Regions from separate parts of the Mus musculus genome. Here region 2 is linked to region 1. A link is a contact called in public promoter capture Hi-C data. All regions are on one chromosome and are shown on one strand. The core of a region is the stretch at or near the end of the contact, and the rest is flanking DNA. Distances in the headings are between cores, read along the strand shown.

The links. Promoter capture Hi-C pulls out the DNA fragments that hold promoters and counts their contacts.
Region 2: a contact with region 1 is called in a promoter capture Hi-C map of cranial neural crest. The contact joins the promoter of Hint3 here to the promoter of 9330159F19Rik in region 1. A contact is called at or near these places in 5 of 39 promoter capture datasets (cranial neural crest, hippocampal neurons, liver and 1 more), 1 of 484 Hi-C or Micro-C datasets (muscle stem cells) and 2 of 115 datasets of contacts at active chromatin or transcription factors (astrocytes and embryonic stem cells).

What each region holds. Positions count from the first base shown.
Region 1 is chr10:29,208,907-29,216,132 of GRCm38.p6, reverse strand. It overlaps 9330159F19Rik (RIKEN cDNA 9330159F19 gene), which reads right to left and starts at 4,490. Exons shown (of 6, transcript NM_001162537.2): 1 at 4,267-4,490.
Region 2 is chr10:30,614,099-30,621,324 of GRCm38.p6, reverse strand. Hint3 (histidine triad nucleotide binding protein 3) reads left to right here and starts at 2,959. Exons shown (of 5, transcript NM_025798.3): 1 at 2,959-3,122; 2 at 6,495-6,612. The coding sequence starts at 2,973.

The DNA of each region.
Region 1 (7,226 bases), core at 3,241-5,740:
AAAATCTAACAAAAGGAAGAAGGTAAAGAGTTTACCGAATTTCGAGTTTTGATTTGCTTTACATAAACTTTACTAATATTATTTAGTGATACTTTAGGTCTATACAAACCTTACTCCCAGGTACACAGACTGGGTTTGTGTTGAGAATGGAAGAATGCTTTAAAACTATCTATAAAAAACTGTGAGCTGCATGAAACTCAAGAAAAATGAAGACTGAAGTGTGGACACTATGCCCCTCCTTAGAAGTGGGAACAAAACACCCTTGGAAGGAGTTACAGAGACAAAGTTTGGAGCTGAGATGAAAGGATGGACCATGTAGAGACTGCCTTATCCAGGGATCCACCCCATAATCAGCATCCAAACGATGACACCATTGCATACACTAGCAAGATTTTATCGAAAGGACCCAGATGTAGCTGTCTCTTGTGAGACTATGCCGGGGCCTAGAAAACACAGAAGTGGATGCCCACAGTCAGCTAATGGATGGATCACAGGGCTCCCAATGGAGGAGCTAGAGAAAGTACCCAAGGAGCTAAAGGGATCTGCAACCCTATAGGTGGATCAACATTATGAACTAACCAGTACCCCGGAGCTCTTGACTCTAGCTGCATATGTATCAAAAGATGGCCTAGTCGGCCATCACTGGAAAGAGAGGCCCATTGGACACACAAACTTTATATACCCCAGAACAGGGGAACGCCAGGGCCAAAAAGGGGGAGTGGGCGGGTAGGGGAGTGGGGGTGGGTGGGTATGGGGGACTTTTGGTATAGCATTGGAAATGTAAATGAGCTAAATACCTAATAAAAAAATGAAAAAAAAAAAAAAAAAGAAAACACATAAAAAAAAAAAAAACTGTGAGCTGAAAGTAACTCATGGACTGGGAAGAATTGCCTCTGGGACTTCTTAGCAAAAGCAATTACAAATTTAACTAAAGACATTGTAAAAAAAAAAAAAAGGAGTGGAGTAATTACAGGATATTTAGAAAAGAGGCTTTACAATATCCCATGCTTTGTTCCAACCGTGTTTAAAAAGTGTAATTGCTCAGAAATCCTTCCCGCAAGGATTTACTACAATCAATGTAACAAAAGGGTGCAAGGATTTTTTGTTTGTTTGTTTTTGTTTTGTTTCCATTTTTCACTCCTCTTGAACCATTCACACCTCAGAGTTTAATGTGGTCAAGCCTTCCTATTTTTATCTATAATAAGATCAGTGTTGTCACTAATAACAGGAGTCTTTTAGCCCAGGAAACAGGCATGAGGGCCTGACTCCCGAACTTATTTATTAACTGCAGTGTCAAACTCATCACTGCGGAAAGGCCGATTTACACAGCTTTCTCTTTCCAGAGCCAGAGTAAAACCTAGTTCCTAAACGGTAATGGCTATGATTGAAAACCAACCAGAGCCATTTCATACAAGAAGGGTTTCTGAAATTTCATTTACAGCTGTTTCTCTGGTAATATTTTTGGAAGGACATTTTCTTAGCTTTGCTAGGGTCTCAGCCTTGTCATCAATACACACATAAATGTCCACTGCAACACAGTTGCAAGGGGTGGGGGGATGAAACATTCTAGAGAATGCATAACAAGAATTTAAACACTGCTGTGTCATAAGGGTATTTTTAAGACTTATTTTATGTATGAGGGTTCTATCTGCATGTACACCTGCATGTTAGAAGAGGTCATTATATGCAGAAGATCACATAGATGGTTGTGAGCCACCATGTGGTTGCTGAGAATTGAACTCAACAGTCATAACCACTGAGCAATCTCTCTAGGACCACAAATTCTTGCTAAGTGCTGATTTCTTTCCCTTGCATTTCATCTTCCCACTTCCCCTTCATCCTTTCCTTCACTCATCTCCATGCAAACCACTTTTTTTCCCCCTAAAGTAAAACTAATTATTTCAAACTTTCCCTCATTGGAAGCAAATCTCAATGGGTTAACTCTTATATTCCCTTTAACTCTCTTGCCTTGGTAATTTTCAATTTTATTAAAGACATATACTAAGTTAAGTATAGTGCAAAACAATTTGTCCCTAGTAAAAAGTTGGATAAATATTTAAAACTGCTTTTTTTTAATCATTCTAAATTGAGTTTTTAGAATGTCAGACTAAATGATCTATTTTGTGGGGACAGAATGTTCTGTGGTGAGAAGTTTCAAGGCCAAATGGATTAGCCATTCAAAAGCCTGGCTTTCGGGCTCTCCACTGAAGCCAATATAAAAGCTCTCCTTGTTCTTAGCTGTCAGGCTTCCCCTCCCACATATTCTGGCATCACTGTGGGAGAGATGAAAGGAGTTCTCCATTTTACATCTCCTTCTCCCTGCTCCTAGCTCCTCGTTGTTTCATTTCAGCATTCTCAAATTTCATTCAGAATAGAAGTTCATTAGAGGAACTGTAGAGAGGTAGTGACTTGATTTGCTAGTCATACAAATGCCCCGCCCCTAGCAACATTACACTAGCATTCCATAATCCCCTTTAATCTACTTCTCCTCAAAATCAGACACCAAGATTATAAAGGGTTATAAAGATTATAAAGACACCAAGATTATAAAGGGTTATAAAGAATATAAAGACACCAAGATTATAAAGGGGAGTGGGTTGTGCAGTGCTGTAATAGGAAGCAAGACGGTTTAGCTGATGGTTCAGTCCTGCCAAGGAGCAAAATATAGGAACAGCAAAGGGGGGCTCATGAACTGTACATGATAAAATACAAACTTTGATTATAAACAACTTTTAGGTCGGGGAAGCAAAGATATAAATATAATAACGTTGAGCAGAGGATTACTGTTGCAGTCTTGGTCCCTAGACCCACCTCAGTTTGGCCATGGTCATACATCTTTACCCAAGGCATGCTCAGTGCTTTCTACTTCACAGTTATGACCATTTCAAACTCCATCTTGCCTGCTGAAACTGGATTTTAGCCAACTAAGGCATGTCAGGAGGGTTGATCTTACTGCTTCGGTCTTAGGAAAATTCTGCTTTGAGTTTGTGCCCATTATTTTCTCGTTTTTTTTTCTGGGCAATATTGTATTTCTTTCTCTCTCTCTTTTTGTTTGTTTGTTTGTTAGTTTTTTCCAGACAAGGTTTCTCTGTATACCCCTGGCTGTCCTCGAACTCAGAAATCCGCCTGCCTCTGCCTCCAGAGTGCTGGGATTAAAGGCATGCGCCACCACTGCCTGGCGCATATTGCATTTCTTATATTTCAAGTCCTTTACAAACATGAGGATGCACACTGCAGAAGGAATGTCAGAGACAGCAAATACTTCCAACTTCACAATTCTTAGAGGAAATCATTTGGCCTGGCAATAAGTTGCTCCCAATGAATTTTGTGGGATTAGGAACTTCTGTGCCTATACCTCAAAGTACTGTGTCACCTATCTTCAAAGTAATTCCCTCCCTTACTTTCCAGGTTATTTTCCACCACTGGAACCATTTTAAGCAATTAAGGAATCCTATTGCTCATGTGCTGTTCATCAGCAAATGCATCTATCCAGAGACCTCCCATTCGGTTTTATTAGAAGATTAAAATGAAAAAAAAATTCACTGCTGTTCATTGCTCTTTCTGCCTGCTCCTTGTTTTCTAGCAAGGTCAAAGAAATGCAGCACAAAGAATTCCAAAGAAGCCAATCTTGTTTTCTCATCGGGTCACCATCTTTATTCTTGGATCTCCTCATAGTCTCAATTTAAGCCACATGCGCATTAGTTTTAGTTCCCTTAACCAATAAGATACAAGCTTTGATTAAAAACAACTCTTGGTTTGCAGGAAACAAACACCAGTGTCTTTTAACTCACATTATGAAAAATACTCCTCCTGGAGTGTAATAGTAGTTTTGAATAAAACTACATTTTTTTTTAAATTACAAATTTCAAATAACAGAGAACTCACAGGTTGTAAATTTTATATCACAGATATTAAAAATAACTTCATCCCACCACAGACTGCATTCTAATAAATAGTTAATAGAAACTTACACTGAGCAACGTTTTTCTGAACTGCTGAGAATGAATGAGAAACAGTCTCAGGATGAGGATGTTGCTGTCAGTCCAAGCTTTAGAAATCCACCCTTAGCAGTTGAACAGCCCCTTCTCCAAGGCAGTTGAATCCCTTATGTACCCTGCCCACTGTTCGGAGGCCCAGCCACAAGCACAGCCAGGTCAGGAGATGCTGAAAACACACTTACTTAAATCTCATCTTTAATCTAAGATTCAGAAGCAGTATCCTGCTCTACCCAGTTTGCTCGTTCAAGTTTGCCAAGAAGAAACATACCTTCTTACACTTGGGGGTCGTCCTGCAGCAGGTCAGGCTCTGTGTGGCCAGTCTAGCAATGGCAGAGGTGGGGCAGAGAGCTAGTTGTCTTAAAGAACAGTCTCAGTGGTTCTTTTATAAAACAAAATCCATTCATCTTCCACAGTGGTCCTGACAAACGCCTTTGCAAATTGAACTTCAAAGAGCTACTCTGCTCAGTGTCACAACAGCAGCTGGGCTACTATGACGTCAGGGACTTGGAGGCGGCCTTAAGGCTGCTGCTTCCAACCACAGCTCTGTAACTTTAGAGCAGTTATATCCTCTGGGTAAACAACTCCAGGTCCAGGACATTTTTAACTTTTATAATGGAGCCTAGCATTTTCAAACTTGCCAGGAGAGATCTGCTTGCTAGCAGCACATGATGACAATTTAGATTTCTTTTATTTGGAAAGTAGACTCTTTTTTTAGGAGCAAGAACCATCCTCTTCCTCCATCCCCTCTCTTTCCCTCTCTCTCTACAGTGAGATGCAGTTTCAGTGTCTTTGTTAGTCTGGCCAGGGATGAAGTGGAAATGTGTGAGAAAAAAAAAAAGAAATACACACACACACACACACACACACACACACACACACACACACACACACACACCAGCAAGCATGAGTCAAAATGTATGTTGAAACATATTGAATGTTTGCCTTTATGCAAAATAGAAATGGGGCATATATATATATAGAGAGAGAGGGAGAGAGAGAGAGAGAGAGAGAGAGAGAGAGAGAGAGAGAGAGAGAGAGAATAGTGGTTTACTTTAGTCAATAAAGTCTTTAGGGCCAATATAGCAAATCAGTTACACTGAATTTTAAGTAATAAGCTCTTATCGTCAAGCTAAAGTTTTCCGACTGTACAATATAACAATGTGTCATTTGAAGCATGCCATAATTTCATGTTTTTGGTTTTTGTTGGTTTTTTTTTTTTTTTTTTTTTTTGCCTACCTCCAAGCTCCATCCCATAAGGAGCTAAATTGCTTAATAATGGTAAACTGGTCAGGGCAACCATATATTTATCTAATTTAGTCAACTGACTAATTAATTAGCATATAACATTGCTTAGCAAAACAGGCTAGCCTAAAACTCAATATTGCCTCTCAAACTGGTCTCAATTTAGTACAATCCTGCTTCAGTCTTCCATGTCCTGGAATTAGGGTCTTGAGCCACCAACTCCAGCTTCTTTACTTCCATAGAAGGACGTTATACAGGCAGAATAACCGAAAGAAATGCTTCCCTATGTTTAGAGAGCTAGGATTCATATTTCCAGGGGCAGCCACAATCGTCATAGTTACAATAGCAACACTAGTTATTCACTGGGAGCAGCTTTAAGCAAAGCTCTGTGCTAAGGATGTCAAGTGGAGCTTCGTGTCAGTTTACCACCTTAGCAACTGTCTGCAGTTTTATTCACCGGATCTTACTTATATCCATGGCTTAGAGAGCTAAAACATCTTGACAAAGCCCACAGAAAGACCTCTGAGAGGAGGAGCAGGACTTGGAACCAGTTTGGGGACCCTGGAATATTGTTATAGGGACCGAGGGCTCAATACTTCTGCCCCCATTTAACTGTGTAATCCTGTGGCCTCTGTTTCTTCCTTAACCAATTAGATGAATTTACTTCATAAGACTGTAAGGCAAACAGATACATGGAGTGACAGAGAGTTACAGTTGGTCCCTCCTGCTTGCCTCGTTGCTAATGCATACAGGAGGACGAATAAGAAACTTTGCTCAGAACCATTAGCTGGAGTTATCAAATAATACTCCTGTGGACTCTTCATTTTAAATCATTGAGTTTCTATGTGTTCCCTGTAATTCAAGCTAGGCTTTGCATCTGGACATGTTGGCATAAGCCTGGAATCCCAGAACCTGAGAGGTAAAGGCAGGAGGATCAGCAGTTTAAGGCTAATCTCAGATACTGGGGAAGTTCAAGGCCAGCCTAGGCTCCATGAGATCCTGCTCTCCAAACAAACAGACACAAACCCATAAACAATAACTGAAGAGAAGAAAGACAAAAGGCCTTTTCCATAATTCTATCAGAAAGTCAAATAGCATTTGGCTGACTTTCAGAAGCTATGTTGTGCTATGGACTCTGGTCTTCCCTGTGGCTTTTTCAATATCCTTTTTCCTGTGCTAATAAAAAAGAACTACAGTCCCCCCCTTTTTTTTTTAGCTTCTTATACTGTATGTAGGTTTGCCAATGAGTCACTTCAAATTTAACACTAATGTGAATATCTTCTAGCCCTTTCTGCTGAATAATTTTGTAAATATATGTACATACATACATATTCTCTTGGTCTCTGTCTCTGTCTCTGTCTCTGTCTCTGTCTCTGGAGTAAGCACATCAACAAACTGATAGGATATAAAGACAACAACTGTTCAAAACTGCTTTAAAGAGCTTCCAAGCAATTCATTTTAACAAGAGGGGCTATCGTTATATGCACAAGATATATAAACTGAAAAAAAAACTAATGATGGTGTATGTACTCCCACAGCAATGGTGATAATTTTAGTTCTTAAATGATTTAACATTTTAAAGTGTGAAAATGAGAACGATTTTATAGAAAACACGTCATTTATTGTGTAATGCAGATGATTTGTAAGCCATTTGAACATTTGAATTCATCTCAAAATAACAAACACACCCAAATTATTGGTCTCCATTTTAGAAATAGTTTTACTCACAACTGCATGCCTGCTAACCCAATTTCAAAGTGGAACAGAATATACACAATACTTAATAAGAGTTAATAGAGAAAGACCAGCTACCATTAAGAAACAATACAGCAAATTATAAAAAAAAAGGTTTAAAAACGTTTGTATGTATGATAACAATAGCCATGAGTTAGAACATTTTGGAAAAGTAGAAGAAAGACACTGAACACATAAATGGCATGAGCAGGTGTTTCCAGAGTCACCAAATTTAGAGCCAAAAAGAGCCTC
Region 2 (7,226 bases), core at 1,710-4,209, 1.4 Mb before region 1:
GCAACACAGAGGGAATGAGAGAGGGGGAGAGAGAGGTGTGGCCAGGGCTTTATATGTGCCATACCTAGTGGAAGTGGGTGATGGCATAAACTACTGTGGCTGAATCACTTAAAGGCAGGTTGACAAAGCAACTAATTTACAATACCCTCTTCTCCAATGATTCTAGGCTGTGTTAAAATGACATAAAACTAGACAGCACATATACCGTTCCTTTATATAAATACCAGAAACAGCTGGCCTGCTATGTATGCAAACAAGACCAAGACATTTATTTATTTATTTCAAGACAGAGTCTAACTATGCAGCTCTGGCTGCCCTGGAACTCACTTTGTAGACCAGGCTGGCCTCAAACTCACACAGACCCATCTGTCTCTACCTCCCAAGTGTTGGGAATAAAGGCATGTACCACTAAGCCTGTAGGGTATTTTTAAAATTAGTGATTGATGTGGGAGAGTGCAGCCCACTGCAGGAAGGTGATCTATAAGTTTCTATAAGAAAGCAGGCTGAGCAAGCCATGTGGAGCAAGCCAGTAAGCAGCACTTCTCCATGGCCTCTGCATCAGCTCCTGTCTCCAGGTTCCTGTTGGGTTCTTGTCCTGACTTCCTTAGATAATGAACAGTAATGGTGGAAAAAAAAAACCAATAAACCCTTTCTTCCCAAAGTTACTTTGTTCATGGTGACTCATTGCAGCAGTGGTGAGCATAACTAGGAGTGTATTTATATAAAGGAAACCTTTTTGGTCTAAGACATTAAGCGTTTTAGAACTCTTACAACGATAAACAGCCTATACCCATCAGCTCAGTTGATATAGCATCTCAAAGTAACATGCCCAGAACAGGATGCCTGATCTTCCCTGACCATCCCACATCTGTTAGTCCCACAGTTTTTCACCTTGGTAAATGGCAGCTTCAGCCTTCCAGTTATTAGACCAAAAATTCTTATTGTAGTCCTTGACTACTATAGAGTAGCAGAGTTACTGCTGGTACATATATGAACAGGAACAAAAGATAATTTCTGTAGAGACTGCACTCATTGGAGATGAAGGAGTAAAAATAAATATATACCCTAAGTTAAATGCATAGGGTTAACATATATGTAGCATGCTACTATATAATTTTAAGTATGTGGGAAAGGACTTGCAATAGAAAAAAAATAGAGAAAGCTAAAGAGGAAGGAAGGGGCTAGACCACGGTTGCAAGGTTAGTCAGAGTTGGCCTTACTGAGGAAGAAACATTTTGTCAAGGAAGAGAGAACTGAAAAACTTTTGCCCTATAATAACTGTGTGCAAACATCTATCCCAAGACAACACCCATATGGAAGCATACAGACAGGGCCCTAAATGCTTAATTCACAATATCAGGCTCTGGTGTTTGTTATAGCCATCCCCACCTGCCCCCATACAAGGCTCCTGACCCTTACCACTCATAGCCTTTACTAAAAAAGCACTTCTGTTTGTGACTGTGCAACTCTCATAACTCAAAAGTGTTTTCCCGTGGGATCTGAAAATCATTCTTTTATTCATCAGACTGTTGTGAAATGTCTATGGGAACATTTCCACTATGATAGCACCAAGAATAAAGGATGAAACTCCTGTCCTTACCAAAGCCAAAGTCAACTCAAAAGCTTTCAATATCAAACAAGCAGTTATGAAAGGCATCTACAGATCACCCCCCCCCCCACCATGGCCCAAGAGGCAGCCCAAGTACTCAAGTACCTACATGGATAAAGACATACAGCTACTGTGTGTGTGCATGCATACACACACCATAAAAAAGCAGCGTGATATGAAAGTGTAAGAACAGACATGGAACATGATAATATTTAAATGTGTCAAAGTCAAATTTTCTGCTTCTGAGTCCTGCCTCAAACTTGTGATGATCTGAGAAGCTATTGTCATGATTGCACACCATATGGTTAACTACAAAGGGAATTAAATGCAACGTGAATGTGCATGTACTCTTACTTAACTTACGTTACTGTTTCAGATTACAAGATAATTCACTTAAAATCACTACTGAGTTTAAAGTCACACTAAGTGTTATTATGGGTTCTAGAACTAGACATTTATTTGAATTTTATCATTTGGGTAAGTGGTAAGAAAATAAGTCTGAATCTGTCTCTTTCTGTAGACCTGTAATAAAATAATCAACCTTGGGAGTTTTCACAATTAGAGAAACAGAGTATTTGGTGCTCAGCAAATGCCATGTATTGTAAAAAGGTGAGATCACATCATACTTAAGAACTGATACTTTTCCGCGCATGATTGTTCCCAAAGGGTTTCTCTCCCTCTCTTTCCTAAATAGCCGGGAATACAAGAGAAAATTGTTACAATGAATCAGGTGACCTGGCAGGGAATTTCTCAATTACTACCTTTTCTCTCCATATGACATATGTGTGATAGGAGACCCTTTCGATTTACATTGTACTATAAACAAAAGCAAACATGTAGAGACCAATTTGGCCGGGTTTGTTTGTTTGGTTTGGTTTCAGATCCTAAAATTACTGTGGCTGAACAAGTAAGTACACAGGAAACTCGGAAATTTCACTTTGCCAAACAAGGCTCTCTATACGTTTGACTCATCCTCTCATACCCTTAAAAGAATCGAATTTCTATACTCTTTTTCTTTTGTAACGGGAGTGTAATACACTATAGGGACGTGAAAGCAATATCCTTTACACTTTAGATGAATGTTACCAACCCCTGGATAGGTCTTCCCGTCAGAAAACGCCTTTGAGCAGTGGGCTCCTGCGGCTGCGCTGCTTTCGTCATCACGGAGCGCCGGGCTTGCCCTCTGATCGTCGCCCTTTTAGAGGCCGAGCTATCTGGTGTGTCCCATACCCAGAGTCTGGCCCTGCGCGTGCGCAGACTCCGTGTCACTAGGCGGGCCACCCTAGGGCGGCGATTCCAGGTGCATCCGCCCGAGGCGGGCCTTGCGCACCTCAGCTGATCCTGACGTCGCCTTTCGGCCGCCATGGCTGAGAAGCAAGCGGGCTTGGTCGGAGAGCCGGATCCCGAGGGGTCCTCGCCTGGGACCTCGGAGTCCTGGAACTATGACAGCAACTGCGTGTTCTGCCGCGTGGCGGCGGGTCAGGAACCCAAAACTGAACTCTTTCACTGTGAGGTGGGCGGCGACAGGCCGGGTGGGTGGGGACCAGGCATCCAATCCCTGCTCGCAGGCTTCTGTCTCTGCAGACGAACTAAACAGTGACTGACTTCTGTCAGGGACCCAGAGGTCTCCAGTGTTGCCTTTGCTGTTCAGTAGGGAGAGATAGCAGTGATAGAGCCCAGCATTCTCGCCTCCCTCGCATGCATTTGCAACACAGCAGCATCCTGTGTCTTTACTTTTATTTTAGGGAGTCTTCCTCTTCTCTAGATAGTAATTTTAAAATTATGTATTCTTCCAGTATCGTTAGAGAGCGTACAACTTGCTGAAAACAGGTCTTGGACGTGGTGAAGAAGTGTGAATTTGACTGAAATGGGCTGGAATGGGGTTTCAGGACTGGGTCTGAAGTCGAACTGATACTTACAGTTAATAGCTTGTAAGAATCTTCCTTATCTACCGTGAGAGCCTCATGAACTACTCCCCTTTTCGTTACAAGATCTCGACAGGGTTCAAACCTGTGCAGATCAAGTGTAGTTAATCATACTTGCTGCGAGATCGGGAGAGCAACAGTCATGTCATGCCTGGAAATTCCAGAAAACTCTCCCTTTCCCCTGGGTCTAACATTTTTACATCTCATCATCCTTCATAAAGAGTTAATCTTTTGAGAGAGATTTATCATCTTGCATTTAAAATTCTTATTACACATATATTCATTGTAAACACAGGAAATGATTGCACTTATATAAGTTGTTGATATATAATTATACAAATAAGAGCAGAGGAAATTATTTGTTTTGGTATAATCAGGGTTGCCAGCATCATGAAGAATTTGTTTGAGGAATCTTTCCAACAAAAGTCAGAGATGATTCTTTGCCTCACAGATCTCTGTATGGTTTTCTTACTGTATTTTTAGAATTCATTTAAGCAAAGGGCATATCACATATTCTTAGCAGGGGGCTTACCAGTACCAAGGGCAGTGTCTTACTCTTTGTGTATGAGTCTCATGGCATTGATACGAATTATTTTTAAGGGGCTCTTAGAAATAGCTGAGTGGTAGTGGTACATGCCTTTAATTCCAGCACTCAGAAAGGCAGAGGCAGAAAGATCTCTCTGTTGGAGGCCAACCTGGTCAATGCAGTGAATTCAAGGACAGCTAAGGCTATGCAGAGAAATCCCTTGAAAAACAAAACAAAAACAAACAAACAAACAAACCAAACAAAAACAGAAAGAAAGAAAGAAAGAAAGCTAGCTAGCTCTTAGAATCGAAAAATGAAACAATGTTTGAGAACCCACAGAAGTGTTGCTATGCCTGAATTCATACTTAGCAATATTAGCTGATTTAATTGCTCTTTTGCTAATTAAAATTGTTAACACCTTAGATACCATGGCTTTAAGATGCTCTTTCAAATGGACTTGCTTGTTTTAGATATAAGGGGACAGTTACTGGGAAGAAATTATTGTAGCTATATAAAAATTAACTTTTGAGAATTATTTGTTAGGAAATATTGGAGGAACTGTTGAAGCAGGTCCTAGAATAGTCTATAAAAATTACAACTGGAACAGCATAGTAGAACATTACACAGGGTAGCTTTTTCTGTTTTGTGCTTTAAAAAAAAAGACTAGCCTAGAAATAATTTCATAGCAGTAGTAATTCTTTACATTCCTTTTAATAGGCATTCAGTGCTTTATTTTATAGTTTTACCAACATTGTTTCTGAGTTAGAGACAATTGGCTTCTCTTCAGTATTTTGCTCTGGGAAGTCATACTGTAAAGAAGCCTGGTGGTGGTGACACATACCTTTCATCCCAGCATTTGGGAGACAGGGACAGGAAGATTTCTGAGTTTGAGGCCAACAAGCTCCAGGATAGTCAGAGCTACACAAAGAAACCTTGTTTTGAAAACCCCAAAAGGAAAGAAAAAAGAAAAACTGGCCAGAGGTGTAGCTCAGTGAACTACCAGAACTTGCCAGGCATGTAAGCATGTTAGGCCCTGGGTTTGACCACCAGCACTACCAAAGGGGAAAAAAAAAAAAAAAGAAAAGAAAAAAAAAAGAAACAAACACACACAAAGATTTAAAAAATACATACATGTATATACACACATTATTTTTGGCACTCTATCTTTGGGATTGGATTTTTTTTCTTTTTTTTTTTTTGGGGGGGGGGTTGGTTTTTTGAGACAGGGAAAAACCAGAGAAAGTGTAGCCCTGGCTGTCCTGGAACTCACTTTGTAGACCAGGCTGGCCTCAGAAATCTGCCTGCCTCTGCCTCCCGAGTGCTGGGATTAAAGGCGTGTGCCACCACGCCCGGCGGATTTTTTTCTCTTAATAATGGTTCAGTAGTACAATAGAAGGCAGTAAAATCACAGAACCATTTTCAGTATTTTAACATCTTAGTAAAAATGCAATTAAAAGCTAACTGAAATATCCAGTTTCTTTGCCTTTAAATTTAAAAAGTTTATCTATCATGTTGGTTTATGTGAACATGTGCATATGTAAAGGCCAGAGATGAGTGTTGGCTGTCTCTTCCTATTGGTGTTCACCTTATTGCCTTAGACTGAACCTGAAGCTTGTAGATTTGGCTAGACATAGTGGCTGAACAAGCCCTCCAGGACCCTCCCACCTCTACCTTCTAGCACTGCTAGGCCACAGACTCTGTGTGGTGCTGGTTCTGAACTTGAGTTGTCAACTTTCATCAGGGATTCATCTCTCCATCTGGAGGCTGGATGGTTTCTTGACCTTTTCTAAAGCATCCCATTGAATGGATCAAAATGGAGTCTCTGTGCTTGGGATCTTTGCTAATTATGGTTAATAGTATGGGCTTGAGGTTCGCATGACACTGAATTTTGTTTCCTGGAACAGAGAATTGATGGGAAGAGTGCATCTAGGAAAATTTGCTGAGGAAGAAAACTGTGTTTATTGACTTAACTTTTGAGTGAAAAAAGCTTAAAGTATGGATGAGAAAATGTATAATAAAATTTAGGAGTGAGATTTCTTTTTCTTTTTTCTCTGTGCAGGGTTTTTTTGTGTAGCCTGTGGGCTGTGCTTGAACTCTCTATAGTCCAGGCTGGCCTGGAATTCACAGAGATCTCCCTGCCTCTGCCTCTTGAGTGCTGGGATTAAAGGTGTGTACCACCACTGCCAGGCTAAGAATGTTTTAATGAATTTTACTTATAATTGTTCTTTGAAATCAGCTTAATATAATATAGCTCATGACAGAAACTAAAGCTTATTATTGTGAATTTAAGTATGGCACAGTTATAAAATTGCTCATTAGGCCTATATTGTAACATAAATGCAATTTCCCAGTGCTTAAGTCACAGCACAGCAGAATAATATTGGGAGATTGGTTTTTTTTTTTAATTTACTAACCAATATGCCTCTCTCTTTAGAATGAAGACCTGGTTTGTTTCAAAGATATCAAACCAGCGGCACTTTATCATTATCTCGTCGTGCCAAAGAAGCATATTGGAAGTTGCAAGGATCTAAACAAAGATCACATAGAAATGGGTAAGAAGATAACAGGGGTATCAAAAGATGGCCTACTCGGCCATCACTGGAAAGAGAGGCCCATTGGTCAGGCAAACTTTATATGTCCCAGTACAGGGGAACGCCAGGGCCAAAAAATGGGAATGGGTGGGTAGGGGAGCGGGGGGCGGGGGGAGGTGGGGACTTTTGGGATAGCATTGGAAATGTAATTGAGGAAAATACGTAATTAAAAAAAAAAGAAAAAAAAGATAACAGGGTTCTTTGTTGCTATATCACATTGAATTCTCTTTAAATATGGCAGTGACAATTAAAAAAGGAAAAAGTCTATTCAAATAATCAAGAATAAAGTAAGACTTCTTGAAACATTCTAGTTAAGAAAACCAAATAGAATTTTTTAAAAAAATGACAGTATACTTTCCATTTATCTGTCACACAGACTTTAATTACTAACTTGTGGCCATTTGTGCATGAATGACCATGCTTGGCTTTGCTTTGTACTTTTAAAGGATGGTTTTCTTGACTTTGAAATTGAAAGATACTGTGGAAAACTATAAGTTGTGATGTATTATGAGCTTATATTGCTTGATAATTTCAGATGCAGATGAATTAGCACCATAGTTTAATAATGAGGTCTT